Regions from separate parts of the Triticum aestivum genome. Here region 2 is linked to region 1. The links are chromatin contacts, called in public HiCAR-type maps. All regions are on one chromosome and are shown on one strand. The core of a region is the stretch at or near the end of the contact, and the rest is flanking DNA. Distances in the headings are between cores, read along the strand shown. Region 1 holds the start of LOC123096242 (CBL-interacting serine/threonine-protein kinase 7). Region 2 holds the start of LOC123096245 (putative receptor-like protein kinase At4g00960).

Evidence for each region. HiCAR-type assays count read pairs that join an accessible place to other places.
Region 2: a HiCAR-type map of leaf shows a contact between it and region 1, with 5 times the contacts expected there. The contact joins the promoter of LOC123096245 here to the promoter of LOC123096242 in region 1. A contact is called at or near these places in 1 of 5 Hi-C or Micro-C datasets (leaf) and 1 of 1 datasets of contacts at active chromatin or transcription factors (leaf).

What each region holds. Positions count from the first base shown.
Region 1 is chr4D:65,182,669-65,185,522 of IWGSC CS RefSeq v2.1, reverse strand. LOC123096242 (CBL-interacting serine/threonine-protein kinase 7) reads left to right here and starts at 1,446. Exons shown (of 14, transcript XM_044517915.1): 1 at 1,446-1,713; 2 at 1,806-1,977; 3 at 2,170-2,425; 4 at 2,580-2,805. The coding sequence starts at 1,819.
Region 2 is chr4D:65,537,709-65,540,864 of IWGSC CS RefSeq v2.1, reverse strand. It overlaps LOC123096245 (putative receptor-like protein kinase At4g00960), which reads left to right and starts at 1,422. Exons shown (of 7, transcript XM_044517921.1): 1 at 1,422-1,688; 2 at 1,843-2,026; 3 at 2,139-2,400; 4 at 2,681-2,903; 5 at 3,007-3,154. The coding sequence starts at 1,883.

The sequences.
Region 1 (2,854 bases), core at 197-2,696:
GGTTCAAACTAGTACATAAAACATAATTAAACGACATTCGGTGCAAATTCTGAATATTTACATCGAACTTAAAACGAAATTCAAAATTTTAGCTAGAAATTTAAACCTAGTCCGATTCTTCCATGAGCGCCTTTCACTTCTTTCTTCTCAAACCACCAATCGTTGGGTCGGGGCCATCGCTGGAGCCAGCACCGTCGCCATCTTCATTGCTGGATAGGTCTATGACGTCGGTCCTCCCCACCGCGCACTCCGCATACAGGCGACGGTCCGCCTCCATGCGCTCCGGGTAGCGGCGGTGGAACTCCTCCATGTACAGCTTGACGGCTTGCTCCGCCGCGAGTCGCTCGCGGGCCTCTCGGTCCTTCCGCCTGTTGTGCGGGGTGGCGACGCAGTGGTCCACCGGCTCCAATGGCAGCACGTAGCCATCTGGGTAGTTACGGCGACCGACAACGTCGTACAAGTGCACTGACATGATGTCGTATGCATCCGCCGAGTGGAAGAAGCCCAACTAGTGGGTCTTGCCGGTGTCGCGCTCGTAGATCTCGGCGATCCAAGTCCCCCACTTGCGCTGCCGCACACTGTGGTACCTCGGCTCCGGCGGTGGCCACGGCGGGAGGTCGGGGAAGGCAGATGCGCATGAGGAGGAGGCGCCGCCATGGCGTGGATCCACTAGCCAAGCATTGCGGATGGGTGGGGCGGGCTTGGGGAAGGTGGCAGAGGATCCAACCATTGTCACCGACGTGCAGGCGGTGGAGCGGGCATGGTGTGGCGCGTGGGTGGATTGGGTGGTGGGGGCAGTGGGTTTGCTCGACGCGTGGAAGGGGAAAAGATTTACTCGATGGTTGAGAGGTGGCGTATTTTTAGTGCTCGACGGCCGCTCGGAGTAAATTATTTAGTCACTTAACGATTTTAAGGGGATCGGCTAGGTCTGGTTTAAAGGAATAAAGCAGATTTTTTTACTTTTCTAACCGGTTTTAGGGGAACGACTAGCGATGCCCTAAACATATTTTTGTGATGTTGTTTGACGTCACAGAAGACATGTATCTTCGCCACTGTCGTAATTGCCGACAAAAATATATTGCCTCCATCCTAAATAAGTTTGCTTAGATTTGTCTAGATACATAATAGACAAATCTTCGAAATAGAGGGTGTACTATTAGCATGACACATTGTGCTTGGTCAACACGTTTCGAGTAGGGAATCACGTGTGCATCCTCTTGGCCACCGCACCGCGCACGCGGCCGCCGTCGATCGAAACAGACAGCGGACCATCGACATAGTATTGAATACGGAGTTACGTCTCAGACGATCTCTGCGAGCAGAGCCGTCCCTATCGGCGTCCAACACGCTTCCGCATCCGGAGGAGGTCGCAGCGAGGACTTGGCGCTCAAAGATAGGGACATGAGTGAGGACTGTAGTATTATACGATGGGAGGAGGAAGCTTCCTCTTTAATCCAGTGCTTTGACTGATTCCTTCACCACACTTGCGTGTAAAGCAAAGCGTCCATTCCCGTTCCTCGTCTTGCTTGCCATGCAAATAGAGCCATATAGAGTACATCATCGCAGCTTGGATCCATCCTCCACTCTCATACATCGTCGATCCCATAACCGTCTTCTCTTTGAGGCTGCTGTGCTGATAAAGGCAGAGCCATCGTTTCCGGATAACGCTCCGCATCCTCTGCCTTTCTTTCCTCTGGGTTAGAACAACACTAGGTACTTTCTTCTCTTCTCCTTCCCGGGTGTGCATGGCTTGAAATGAGCTTTAATTATTTGAGCCAAGCTTCTTATTCTGCTCCTGTTTGAAGGTGGTTTTGAGACATGGGCGACGAGGATAGCGCATACTATCTCCTGGAGAGCAGGTTACGCGATCCAAGCGCTGACCCGACTGATCTACCCTTGTCACTCTTCAAATCAATCACCAATAATTTTTCCGATAAAGAAGTAATCGGTAGCGGAGGATTTGGAGTGGTTTACAAGGTACGCATTTATGCTAAAATAATCATGATTATCATACATTTCACTCTGGTGTCAATCATATCCACCAGTTGGGGTTTTATCGAGTTACACGAAGGAAGAAAAACGTAGGATTGTCCTACAAAATTGGAGTGTCCATATTCACATATATGCTACTCCTTAAAATATACTACTAACAAAACATATGCTAATCAGGGAGTGCTTCCCAGTGGAATATTTGTTGCTGTGAAGAAACTTTCCGACGCTTTAGTTGAAGACAAGTTGTTTCAGGACGAGGTTGCTTGTCTCATAAGGGCCAAGCACAGAAATATAGTTCGGTTACTTGGCTATTGTGCAGACACACAAGGAAAAATTACAGAATACAAAGGGGAGCTCATAATGGCGAAAGTACGAGCAAGGCTGCTATGCTTTGAGTATGTATCTGGAGGTAGCCTGGACATGCACCTTGAAGGTATGACAATGATGCACCGTGTAATTTCCTTGCTCTAGCTAAAATAAAAGACTTCAGTACAATTTCCTACCGTTCCAATTATTCTTTGTCGCTAATTCTCGAATGGTCTTAACATTTGCATCTTAGTTGTCCTCATTCTCACTTACACATGCAGATGAATTTTGCGGGCTTGAATGGCATCAACGCTACATAATAATTAAGGGAATTTGTCATGGCTTGCGCCATCTTCACGAGGAACAGAAAATTATCCATATGGATCTCAAGCCTCAGAATATATTGATGGATCCTAATATGGTACCAAAAATTACAGACTTTGGATTGTCAAGACTTATTGGCATACAACAAAGTCGTATTATCACCATGAACAATTTTGGAACACTGTAAGCTAACTCTCAAGAGCTATTTGCATCGTTGCACTTTTATTGGTTT
Region 2 (3,156 bases), core at 173-2,672, 360 kb before region 1:
TAATCATGTGCCGCCGATGTAGTAGGGGTTGTCGGCTCGGTTGACGCACCTCAGAGTGGGTGGTCAACTTTATGTCGTGGAGGGGGGGGGGGGCAACCCCAGATGAGTTGGTGTGATGGCCATGGTCGTGCGGCGTTGCAACTCGAAGGCGAGCAGCGGTATGTCGGGTGTAGCGGCCCGGAAGGTGGTGTTGGTTGATCACGCAGGACACGATAGAGTGGTGCATGTCGGGAGGTGGCCCTGAGAGTTTCTGCAACTTTGAGGGCTTTGGCCTTGTGTCATGCAGGCGACAAGGTTACAATCAAAGTTGTTCATTGGCATGGCAAGCAAGGAACCTGGAACATGGTTCGGGATGATGCTTGCTTTGCCATCTCTGTAGGAGAGTTCCGGTCTACACCTCCCATAGCAATATTGACTTCTTCTCTTCGACAGTAATGGGAGGCCAGCTAGTTACGGTGATTGGTTTTTCGTTTGTTTCTGTTTTTTGGGGTTGGTGTGTTTTTGTTGGGTTTGTTGTGCCTTCGGACGCTTCTGTAATTAACTGGCAAATTTGAGTGAGGTGTCCGGAATGATGATATATGAGATATAGTTTGGTAGCACCGATTGAAGAGAAACTTGTCCAACATCGTTTGAGATGGTTTGGGCATATTCAGCGCATGCCTTCAGAAGCTCTAGTGCATAGCGGACGGCTAAAGCGTGCCGATAATGTCAAGAGAGGCCAGGGTAGACCGAAGTGGACATGGGAGGAGTCCGTAAAGGGAGATCTGAAGGATTAGAGTATCACCAGAGAATTAGCCATGAACAAGGATGAGTGAAAGCTTGTTATCCATGCGTCAGAACCATGAGTTGGTTGCGAGATTCTCATGGGTTTCAGCTCTAGTCTATCCTAACTTGTTTAGGACTAACGGTTTTGTTGTTATTGTTCTTGCCTCTCGGCCCTATGGAGGCCGAATTTCAGGATGGAACATCCTTGAAATGCGATCTATAAAAAAGAAGTCATCGCCTGAGTGGATGAACAATATCGTGTGTTAAAAAGCCTCAGGTTTGTTCTTTTGCACAACCCTCATTTCAGCGTATTTCGTCTTGAAAATTTACACATTTGTGCATTATGCCTCCATGTATGTCTATTTATTTTCAGATTTTTTTTAAAATGTAAAAATATGAATTTTGAATTTTTTAAAACTGGCCCATGAAGCTCGGCCTCCAAAAGGGATTTTCAGACAATTTTTCCTTTAATAATTAATAGAAGAGGCAAAGTTTTTGCTTCAAAAGAAAGCCTTGCCCCTGACACCGCGTACTGACAGAGACACGCTAACTTGTGGCCCGCACCTCGCGAGCCACGCGGACTCGCCGTCGATGAAAGCCACAGTGTGGAAAGAGCTACAGTGTGAGGATATTTAAAGCAGCGATGCTGACATGATTTTATATTCTTATTAGTGGGCGCATCATTTTTTCTTCTTCACGGAAAGACATCAGCGAGTGAGCATCATAGGCTAGACCGCTTGGAGTCAAGTCAACACATTCTTGCCCACGCGCTCGATCCAGATCTCACTGGATTGGTTCATATAAATCCACCCGAAGCAAGCAACCAGCAAGGAAGCGATTCTTCTCACAAGCCTCATCCACGTTTTGTTGTCCTCTTCGCAGCTGCTCGAGAGAATCACCCCCAAGTGTTGGATCTTCTTCAGGTCAGTCCTTTTTAATCGCGAAGCTGCATATTTTCAGATGTTCTTGCAATAACCATGTATGCTGCTTAGTTTCCAATAGATCCATGTATGCCTAGTCTTGCATACTTAGATCTGTCCTTCTATAAGGTGCATATGAATTTCTGACGATGCATAGATTGAAGCAGCTCGCCTGAAAGCTTGTTCAACCATCAGAAATGGCGACTAGCGCTGGCTTAGGCCAGCCGAGCGTTCTGAGCACATTACCGAAGAATCTGCCCTTAGACTTTCTGAAAACCATCACCGACCAGTTCTCAGAGGCGCGTAAAATCGGTACGGGCGCATTTGGAACTGTTTATATGGTATATGGTCATTCCTCTGCCTTTATATTTTTCACCTTCGCATGAGTTTCTGAAAACACTTCTGAAAAAAGATGCCAATGTTTGCTGAAAAAGTATCTTTGAGGTTGAACAGGGACATATGCCGGATGGCCAAATAATTACCGTGAAGAAACTCGCGGAAAATTCGCCAATCGCACGCGACAAAGCGTTTGCTAACGAGGTTCAGAACATTATGGCTCTCCACCATGAAAATGTACTGAAGTTGGTCGGCTACTGTCACGAAGGTCAAAAGAAAGTGGTGCTGAACAACGGAAGATATATTGTGGCTGACATTGTTGAAAGTTTACTTTGCCATGAGTACTTACCACTGGGAAGCCTTCAGAAACATCTTTTTGGTATATAATACTACCCGACTCAAATTGCTTTCATGTTAATGTTCCAATATGTTTACATTATGAATTGGAGTTTGGCATCAATATATTCCTTTAACTTTTCAATGCTCAATAATGGGGAAAAACTGCAACAGTTGGTATTATCCAAAGAACTTGCTATTGTACTGAAAGGTTGTCTTTTGTGAACATATTTTTGCTGTCGGCATTCTAATAAATAAATGTTTACGTTATTGTAATTCTTTATATTTGAGTAATTCAATAATTCAGTGTTTCACTTCCTCAGAAGTACATACAAAAATGGACTGGAACATACGCTTCAACATAATTAAGGGGATTTGCAATGGTTTGCACTTTGTACACAGCATTCCTATTGTCCATATGGATCTCAAGCCGGAAAACATACTGTTGGATGATAACATGGTGCCGAAAATCGCCGATTTCGGTCTCTCCAGACTCTTTGGTCAAGAACAAACACGGATGAACACACAGAATGTTGTTGGGTCATAGTAAGTAGACCACAAACTGCGATAATGTTTTGGTCCTTTGTCTTAAAGTAAACTGCATTCTAATCTCTCTGATAATACTTATAAAAATCTTAATGATATGCAGTGGATACATAGCTCCGGAATATCTATACAGAGGTGAAATCTCCACGAAGTCAGACATATACAGTTTAGGCCTACTAATCATGGAGACTACCACGGGAGAGAAGAATTGTCCAGGCAAAGAACCGTCTGCAGTGCAATTCATAAAAAATGT